Linked DNA regions of Zea mays: region 2 is linked to region 1. A link is a contact called in public Hi-C data. All regions are on one chromosome and are shown on one strand. The core of a region is the stretch at or near the end of the contact, and the rest is flanking DNA. Distances in the headings are between cores, read along the strand shown. Region 1 holds the start of LOC103628856 (exocyst complex component SEC6). Region 2 holds the start of LOC103627748 (ATP synthase delta chain, chloroplastic).

Evidence for each region. Hi-C and Micro-C count contacts between places; a contact is called where the count stands out from the background.
Region 2: a Hi-C map of leaf shows a contact between it and region 1, with 5 times the contacts expected there. The contact joins the promoter of LOC103627748 here to the promoter of LOC103628856 in region 1. A contact is called at or near these places in 8 of 25 Hi-C or Micro-C datasets (bundle sheath, ear, leaf and 3 more).

The regions. Positions count from the first base shown.
Region 1 is chr5:216,079,863-216,084,689 of Zm-B73-REFERENCE-NAM-5.0, forward strand. It overlaps LOC103628856 (exocyst complex component SEC6), which reads right to left and starts at 2,640. Exons shown (of 25, transcript XM_020538694.2): 1 at 2,299-2,640; 2 at 520-558; 3 at 276-364; 4 at 50-140. The coding sequence starts at 2,421.
Region 2 is chr5:216,316,620-216,321,446 of Zm-B73-REFERENCE-NAM-5.0, forward strand. LOC103627748 (ATP synthase delta chain, chloroplastic) reads left to right here and starts at 1,926. Exons shown (of 2, transcript NM_001320850.1): 1 at 1,926-2,905; 2 at 3,462-3,701. The coding sequence starts at 2,119. The coding sequence ends at 2,865. It also overlaps the pseudogene LOC109939881.

The DNA of each region.
Region 1 (4,827 bases), core at 1,390-3,889:
TTCAAGGGAGTAAAAATACAATGGTGCCACCAAATTTGGTTTAGCAAACCTTTAGAGTTGTGTTCAAATTGTTTCTTGCATTGCTAAGAAGCTTGATCTTGTCATGGTTCTCGATTAAAGTTTGACACTCTTGACACAACCTGCAAGCAATTAATGAATTAATAATAGTAGGAGCAAGAAATGAAGAGGAAACATGTAAACTTTGGAAGTATGCTAGTCTATATCAGTCAAGCAAGAGAATGTGAAAAATGTAAAAATCAAGATACATAGCTTACTTGTCTATATCAATGAAGTTTTCACGTAGTTTGTTTATTGTTTCCTGAGATAATGCTAGAGCATTGATGCCAGCATGGGCTTGCTCGACCTGTTAGTTTTCAAGCATATCCAGAAATAAATCATCCAGCTGACACACATGAAGGGGGATATGCATAGATGATGTGTGGCAATATTAACGTAATATAACTGAAGATAGTTCAGTTAAGAAGTTTGCCTGCTCATAGCAGACATTAAGGAAAATACCTGTTCTGCCACCATTGTACTGAGTTGTGCATCATTTGTCTGAAAATTTGTAAAAGATAGTCAGACAACAAAAATGTTCACAAAGTGGTTGAAATAGTGAATGTGATGATAAAATCTCAAGAAGATATTGCACTTGCATATGTCCAGATCATTTTCTATATAACACATTATATTTTAGCATGCTTTCTTCTGTGGCTCAAGCCATTTTATGAGATGACCAATCTAATTTAAACATCTTCTGTAAGTATTCTCTAACACCCCATTTGGATGTAGATATAGGAGCTAGAAATAGGGAATTGGAATCAGGTTTCCCTAATTCTGCTGTTTGGATGTCGTGGTATTGAGATTTGGAATTACAATCCTAATTCCATGGTATTAGACTACAACTAGAAGTGGCTTCTCCCAATACAAATGGGTGAGGCTCCGTATTGGGTGAAATTGGGCGCCTTACCCGCCGCCCCAACCCCGTCGCATTCCTTGCTGCCCTGTTCCTCTCCATGCATGTGCCCTGAGCCCCAACCCTGACACCTTCCTCGCCGCCCCAACCCTCTCCACGTGTACATCCAAATGGTACATTTGCCATTGTAAGTCATTTCCAAAACAAGGCTGATTTGGTACTGCATACAGTTCAATTCCAGCACCTCCAATATCTACGTCCAAACGCCTCTAAATATTTTCAACAATAGCCTGAGGCAACCCCAATATGTAGCTAGCTTATAGTCAAGAAAACAAAATACAAAGAAATAGAACAAGCATAAAAGCAGGGTGACTAGATAAACAAAATCCCACCTCAACCAGCTTAGGGCTAAGAAAAGGCATTTTGTTATTTGTTGTTTGTCAATGGAAGACAGGAGATACTTCAATGGTCAATGTGCATTTGATTTTTAGTTGGTGTGGAAACTGAAAAATATTTCAAATTAGCAGGTTGAATTTTGTATGTTTACAGTTCAAACATTGTCCTAAAGTGAAATACAAAAGCAGGTAGACTGACAAAAAAGCAAGCAAACGAAAAGAGGGAAAGGCCCCAATCATGTCATCTCATTGTTTTGTTCAGGTTTATCTCTCCACTAGCCATATTTGTTAATCAAATTTTAAATATAACTTGTATGGAAGGAATGTGAGTTCCAGATAAATAACTGAAAGCGTGAGTATCAAACTATATTAACATAACACTGTAACAGCTTGCTAGCACCTTAGTCTGACACTGCTGAACAGAAACAACCGTATATATCAAAGCTGAAGATAGCTCATCAAGGTTTGAACCAATTGTCTGTGCTTTTAAACTTATCAGTTCCAGCTTTGCATAAAAGATAAATTGTTTAAAAAAATTGTGCAAGACTTCACCATAACCAGAGAGATCTCTGATTCAGCTAAATATTTGAGCTAGCCCAGAATATTGCAGCACATAGTGTCATCTCACATCGCCGATTCGCATGAACATATTGCCTATATTGACTGCAGATAGAATTGAACACAGTCACCCACTCCTAGATGTGGTACTATAAGAAAGCTCATGGCACATAATAACTTAGTCATTAGTCGTAATTTCGCGAATGTGGTCACAATAAGCTGGGAACAAGACTAAGATTCACGTCATGACTAAATTCCAACCATAACAGAACAGCGTATTTGGGTTCGGAACGAAGGACAAAAACTACATGGAGAGGTCCGTGCGACCAGATTGAAAATGAGAATCCGGATTTGCCCAACTCAGATTCCGTTGCAATTAGCGGCAGCGCCGCGAGTAGAATTGTGAGGTATCGGGGTGGATCACGTCACCTGCTGCCGCGCGAGGTAGTCAGATTTAATGGAGGCGATAGAAGAGAGGAGCTCCGGGAGCGGGAGCAGCTTCGCCACCTCGCGCACCGCGGCCTCCTTCGCCTCGATGCCCAGATCCTCCATGGTAGTCAACCTCCGCGGATGCGCAGCAGCAACCTGCGCACCGGCCCCGTGAATCGCCTCCGAATCCGGTGGGGAGGAGGGCGCGGTGGGGACGGGAGACGGAGAGATCGCGAGGAAGGCTGGTGTGATATGGTATGGTATGGTGTGGGCTTCCGTCCTGGTGCTGGTGGTTGAAGCAAGAATTGGGTGTATCCCATTTTAAATATCGGACAGTAACTTAAATCAATACTCTATCTTGAAATATAGAGATTAATCTATAACAAACTTCAGCAATATCCAATTTTTAAAAGTTTTATCAGAGAAATATAAGATATACCATAAAGAGACTCAAACATACTAATATCTTAAATTAGTTTCTACATCATTTACAACATTTTATTTGTTAATAATTGAGAGCACCTAGAGGGGGTGAATAGGTGATCCTGTAACACTTCAAAATCTTAAGCCACAAAACTTGATTAATTGTTAGCACAGTAATTTGCCAAGTGGCTAGAGAGAGAAATTTGCTATTTTGCCACTCTCAATTTTGGCTGCCTGTTATTATGCCATCCCGTGTCTATGATTGGTGGGACCGTCTGTGTCTATGATTTGTGGGTCCGATGGCATATTGGCGAAGCCCACAAATGATAATGGCAAAATTGCCAATGGCTCGGCTAGAGAAGGATCTCAACACAACACAATAACCAAGAGATATCAATCACAGAGATGGCACGGTGGTTATCCCGTGGTTCGGCCAAGACCAACGCTTGCCTACTCCACGTTGTGGCGTCCCAACGGACGAGGGTTGCAATCAACCCCTCTCAAGCGGTCCAAAGACCAACTTGAATACCACGGTGTTGCTTTGCTTTTCTTAATCCCACTTGCGAGGAATCTCCACAGCTTGGAGCCTCTCGCATTTGCAAAAGATGTTCACAAAGAATCACGGAGCAAGGGAGGGATTAGCAACTCACACACGACACAAAGATCACAACGAATACGCACACACAAAACCCAGACTTGAGCTCAAGAGACTAGCACACTAGAACGGAGCTCAAATCACTAGAATGTCGAACAAGTGCGCAAGAATGAAGTGTGAGTGATCAACAATGCTCAAAGGATGCTTGGTGTTCTCCTCCATGCGCCTAGGGGTCCCTTTTATAGCCCCAAGGCAGCTATGAGCCGTTGAGCACAAATCTGGAAAGCCATTATTGCCTTCTGTCATCGGGGGCACCGGACAGTCCGGTGCACACCGGACACTGTCCGGTGCCTGATTTCCTTCCTTAAATAGCGAAGCCGACCGTTGGCAGACTTGGAGCCGTTGGTGCACCGGACATGTCCGGTGCACACCGGACAGTCTGGTGCCATCTTCTAGCCGTTGGCTCAACCACGTGTCTCGCGCAGATTGCGCGGCCGACCGTTGGCTCGGCCGACCGTTGGCTCACCGGACAGTCCGGTGCACACCGGACAGTCCGGTGAATTTTAGCCGTACGTCGCCGGTGAATTCCCGAGAGCGGCCACTTCGCTCGAGCCAGCCTGGCGCACCGAACACTGTCCGGTGCACCACCGGACAGTCCGGTGCTCCCAGACTCAGCAGATTCTTGGCTGCTCGAGCCAAGACATTTCCAATTTGATTTTTCCTGTTTCCAGCACTTAGACACAATACATTAGTCCATAAAACAATGTACTAAGTCTGAGAAACACACCTTTATTCTTGATTTGTACTTTGTCCACCTTTTTTAGACTTAGACACTTGTGTTGGACACTAAATCACCAAAACACTTAGAAATGGCCCAAGGGCACATTTCCCTTTCAATCTCCCCCTTTTTGGTGATTTATGCCAACACAACATAAAGCAAGTAGAACAAGTACAAAAACAATTCAAATAAGACTCAAAATTGTTTTGATTCAATTTGACATATATGGATCACTCTATGCCACCACTTGGTTTGTTTTGCAAATCAAAACTCAAATTCCTATCTCTAAGTCAAAACCACTTGTAGAGACATAAAGAGAGGTTTTCCAAAGAAATTTGATCAAGGATTTCAAAAAACTCCCCCTTTTTCCCATAATCAACACTTCTCCCCACAAGAGGCCAACTTTTGACATAAAAGACAATAAAAGAGTTTTGTCAAACCAAAAGCTCTAATCTACTATTTTCAAAATTTCTCAAGTGGTAGCTAATCCATTTATTGCTTTGGCCTTTATTTTCTCCCCCTTTGGCATCAAGCACCAAAACGGGATCAATCTTGGCCCTTTAACCCCATTGGCTCACCAAAATCTTCAATAAGAATACAAAGGCAATAAGAGTACATGAGATGAACTTGGAATAAGTTACCCTCTCATCGGAGTGCAGTGGAAGTCTTTCATGGTCCAAGTCCACCTGTTCCCTTTCAATCCTTCTTTGAGACTAAAGCATCAAACTCAAGC
Region 2 (4,827 bases), core at 676-3,175, 240 kb after region 1:
GCAGAATTTGGATCACAAACTCTTCAGTATACTGAGTTGGAACTTATGATGACCAAAGCACGATGCTGTCAGTTTTACATACCTTTGTTTTGGATACAGATGATGAATTTTATCATGCTTCAACTCATGCTACTGGTATGCATAATGATATGGTCGATTTAGAAATTTATGTTAGTTTCTGTCATGGTTCTTTTTTTGTGATGATCACCAACGAACTATGGGTCTTTGAATATATTCTTAGCTAGGTGAACATCGAATACCAGTTATCGGGGCTTTCAGTTATGGATGTAATCAGAAGTCACTGCATCAAGTGCTTCTGCCTTTCCTCTAACCATATGCTGCGTGCATTCCATCGCTTTCTCAATCCAAAACAGTTCATGATGGTTTCCTAAGGGGTGTTTGGTTTTCAGGGACTAATTTGTAATCTTTCTATTTTATTCTATTTTAATCCTTAAACTATCAAATACAAAAACTAAACTAGAGTGTTAGTTTTTGTATTTAGCAATTTTGTGACTAAAATGAAATAAAATAGAGAAACTAAGTGACTGTTTGGTTCCTTTATTCTAGGAACTAAAGTGTAGTTATGGGACTCAAGTTTAGTCTCTATCTTGTTTGGTTGTAGGGACTAAAAGTATTCAGAGCACATTAAATGAATCATAAGAAGACCAAAATCTCTCTAGTATTATGTCGCAATTAGCGTAACTGAAATAAATGAGGGGCAAAAAGTGAAATTAATATGCTTTAGTCTCTTTTAGTCATTCCTTGAGGGACTAGAGACTAAAGCAATTTAGTTATTGTTTTAGTCCCCGTCATTTAACAATTTAGAGACTAAATAAGACTAGAATGAAGTGACTAATCTTTAGTCTCAAAAACAAGAGGCCTAAAAATTAGTCCATAAAAACTAAACGCCCTCTAAGGCTATCCAAGAAAAATGTCGTTTTGTGTCATGTTAATCGAATTTTACCCAAAGTGATTGACATTTTGTGCTAGAAATAGAATGCCAATGTGCAACTATGAGACTCTGACATGTTCGGAACACGAGCTTCAGCGCCATTCACACAAATAGTCCCTTACATCCAGTCCACATAAATAGACTGTGGATTACTTTGGAAACCTCAAATCTTCTTCGGGATTGAAGGAGATTAAGGTGAAAATGAACTAGTTTTCACTCCAATCTCCTTCAATCCTGAAGGGGATTTGAGTTTCCAAACTAGTACTGATGGATGGAGCTGGGGGTGGACGGAGGCACTCGCGTGCACACACACGCACTGATGGAGTGATAGTTTTATCTGAATTTGATTCGTATTTACCATTATGACAAGTTAGTGCATATGATGAGTTGGCATAAAAATTTAAACCCATCCACAACATAAAAGTAGATGTGTCAGTCTCAGTCGCAGTCGCAGTGGCAGTAACTGTATTATGATTTTTTAAGCGAAGAACTTGCAGCAGCTATGTCAAAACATCGGAATTCAGTTTTCAGTGAACATATGGTCCTAATCATCACAATACAGAGAGAAACAGAAAACACGAGAATTCGCAATTAAGGTACGCTATACTATTGATATTGATACCGATGTCCCAGCAATGGCAGATACTCCGTACGAAGCTTGGATCAAGCCAAGCCTGTTTGACAACTCAATTCTGCGTTTCTTCCTCTCCATTCGCCAGCAGAAACTTGCAGTTGCATTTTCCCCAATTGAAAGTGGGTTCAGGCTACAAAAAATTTGACTGATGTCAACGTGGAACAGAGACAGTTGCTTCACATTTTTTTTTCCGTATTCACTTCCTCAACCACAGTCCACAGCCAATCCTCAGGCCCCAGCGCAGCCGCCATCTATCGTGCTGCCATCGGCACGCACACGCACAATCATCATCCATTTCTTATCCACCTCATCCCACCACCAGCCACATGTCTCCGGCCACGCGACGCCCTCCAGCCCCACCGCCGTGCGATCTGGCGGTCTCCCGATCCCGTCCGTCCGCTCCCCACCCCCAAAGCCCTCCTCTTCCTCGTCCCCCCAGACCTCACCTCCCTAGTCCCGTCCCGATTCCCGAACAAGAGCGAGGCCGCACTCCCCCACGAGTCCACTCTCCGACCGCACGCTCCGCGACGCGATGGCCGCGCTCCGCCTCGCCTCCTTCACCCTCCGCCCCGCCGCCGCCGCCGCCGCCTCTTCCGGCGCGACTCCATCGGCTCCCCGGTCCGCCTCTTTCTCCAGCGTGGCGCGGGGGCTCCCCTCCCTCCGCCTGGCCCCGCCCCGCCGCCGCCGCGGGGACCTCGCCAGGCCCCGCGCCGCGGCCGAGGCCGCGGCGGAGAGCTACGCGTCCGCGCTGTCGGAGGTGGCCGTCGAGAACGGCACCCTCGAGCAGACGGTCTCCGACCTCGAGAAGCTGGAGAAGATCTTCGCCGACGAGGCCGTCGCCGAGTTCTTCGACAACCCCACCGTCCCGCGCGAGGAGAAGGCCGAGCTCATCGGCGAGATCGCCAAGTCGTCCGAGCTGCAGCCGCACGTCGTCAACTTCCTCAACGTCGTCGTCGACAACTTCCGCGCGTCCATCGTGCCGCAGATCGTCGTCGAGTTCGAGAACGTCTACAACTCGCTCACCGGCACCGAGGTCGCCACCGTCACCTCCGTCGTGCAGCTCGAGTCGCAGGACCTCGCGCAGATCGCGCAGCACGTCCAGAAGATGACCGGCGCCAAGAACGTCCGCCTCAAGACGCAGCTCGACCCGGCGCTCATCGCCGGCTTCACCGTGCAGTACGGCCGCGACGGCTCCAACTTGATCGACATGAGCGTCCGGAAGCAGATCGAGGAGATCGCGTCCGAGTTCGAGTTGCCCGCCGTCCCGCTCGAAGTCTGAGGCCGGCTTGAGGCGTCCATCCTCGCCCTCGAAGCTATAGGTCCTTTTTCTGCTGCCTCTCTCCCTGCTCTGCTATTCATCTGTATCATTCTCTGGTTGTTGAATGTTTTGAGTGAATGGTGAATGCTGCATACCTGGATTTTAGGATTCATATTTGAATGAATGGTGAATACACTGCATACCGGATTCAAGAAATTTGGTTTCAAATAAGGAAAGTGATAGAAATGAGGAGGATGTGACCATAAATTTCACATGAACGGTGTAGGAAGTAGAGAAACTAGTGTCCAGTTCCTATAACTGCAGTGCTCCCTTGGAACGCAACGCAGGAATTTCGAGTTTCACAAGCAAAAACATCCCGCATTCCAAAGAGGGCATTAAACGGTTCGAAATGATGTGATTATTCTTCAGCAGAAAGAAGAATGTACAGAATGCTCACACAAGTAATCCATTCCCATATATCGACCAAAACGCCCAAGATTCTTACTTGGATATTCCATCCAGGCTTGCAATCAAAATTTACAAACTTCCCTAGAGCTGCAGAATTGCCAATTTGTTCGGGAATTAATCTGATCTGGAATGGTTTTCCATCTTTGCAGCTGCTACTGTCTCAAGGAACCAAGCGGGAATGTTGGCCCTGTCCCCTTCAGTCACTCAGACCTGCGGATCAACGGTGGTGGCTCCAAATCTCCGATACATATATGAACGGACCCTATTTTTGTGCGTTTCGGTTGGCGGGAACCTCTGTAGTTCTTTCTCCTTTTTTTTCCTGTGGTTGACAGACACAGACAGACACTGTAATATGTTTTAAAACACTCATCTATATAGCTGAGTGTGCACCTCTTCTCTCAATCGTATATACAAGCTGAGATAGAGTCATGGGATGAGGATGATGTCCACCGGGAAGTAAAGATCATGTCGGCTGAGTGTGCACTAAGGCTAGCTCCAATAAGGCACCCTAAACGGTTCTGTACCCTAAATATAGAGAATCAAATGGTCCTCTACGCCCTCCAGCAACGTCCTCTAAACGGTTCTCTAAATTTAGAGAACGTTGCTGGATTCTCTATATATAGAGTTTCTCTAAACGGTCCTTTATCCATTTGAATACTTTAAATAACCGGTTTAGCAAAACTAAAATATGTACAATACATTTGAGAGTATGACAAATACGTATGTACAAAAATAAAAAATAAAAAATGTCTTTAATATAGATATTTGAGTATAGAGGACGTAATTTAGAGGACGTTGTTGGAGAGGAAGGAGATATAAAGGATGAAATCTTTTAGAGGAGACTGTAAAGGACGGATATAGAGGATGAATATAGAGGACGTTGCTGGAGACAGCCTAACTGCTGAGGCATGCCGCCTCCCCGGTCAATAGCGTTGCTCTTGCAGGTCTTGTTTCGCCCCGCCCTGCCGTGGTCATGGTGTCATCGTTTTGTTGCCGCAACCCTAAGCTGATGACGAAGGCGTGCAGTAAACAAACCAATGATGTGTATCCGATCGCTGCCGAACCAATCACATTGAGATTGACATTCTTTGGCTGCATTAAAGACCTCGTAGATTAATATATTAGTTATGGCTTTCGTTCACCAAGGATCCGTGGCGCAATGGTAGCGCGTCTGACTCCAGATCAGAAGGTTGCGAGCGAAAATTTTACGTAAGTTGTTTATTCTTTTGTGAAGTCCTCTTCTTTTTTTTTTTTTTTTGCAATTCGTCTAAGCTCCACGGCTCTACCACCTACCCCCTTCCTCTCCATACACACAGGCAGCCAGGCTCCACTTCCCATCGCCGCCATCGCAATTCTCCAATGTCAACCACAGCGCAGTCAAATACTCCAATTTAGCACAAGACCCTACCCTTCCTTTCGTCCAACCCGATGGTTGCCTGCTCAAGCACATCAACTCCATGGCCGGAGCGGCACCCGCCGTCCTCGTGCCCAGGCGAATTTATTTTGGCTTTTGAG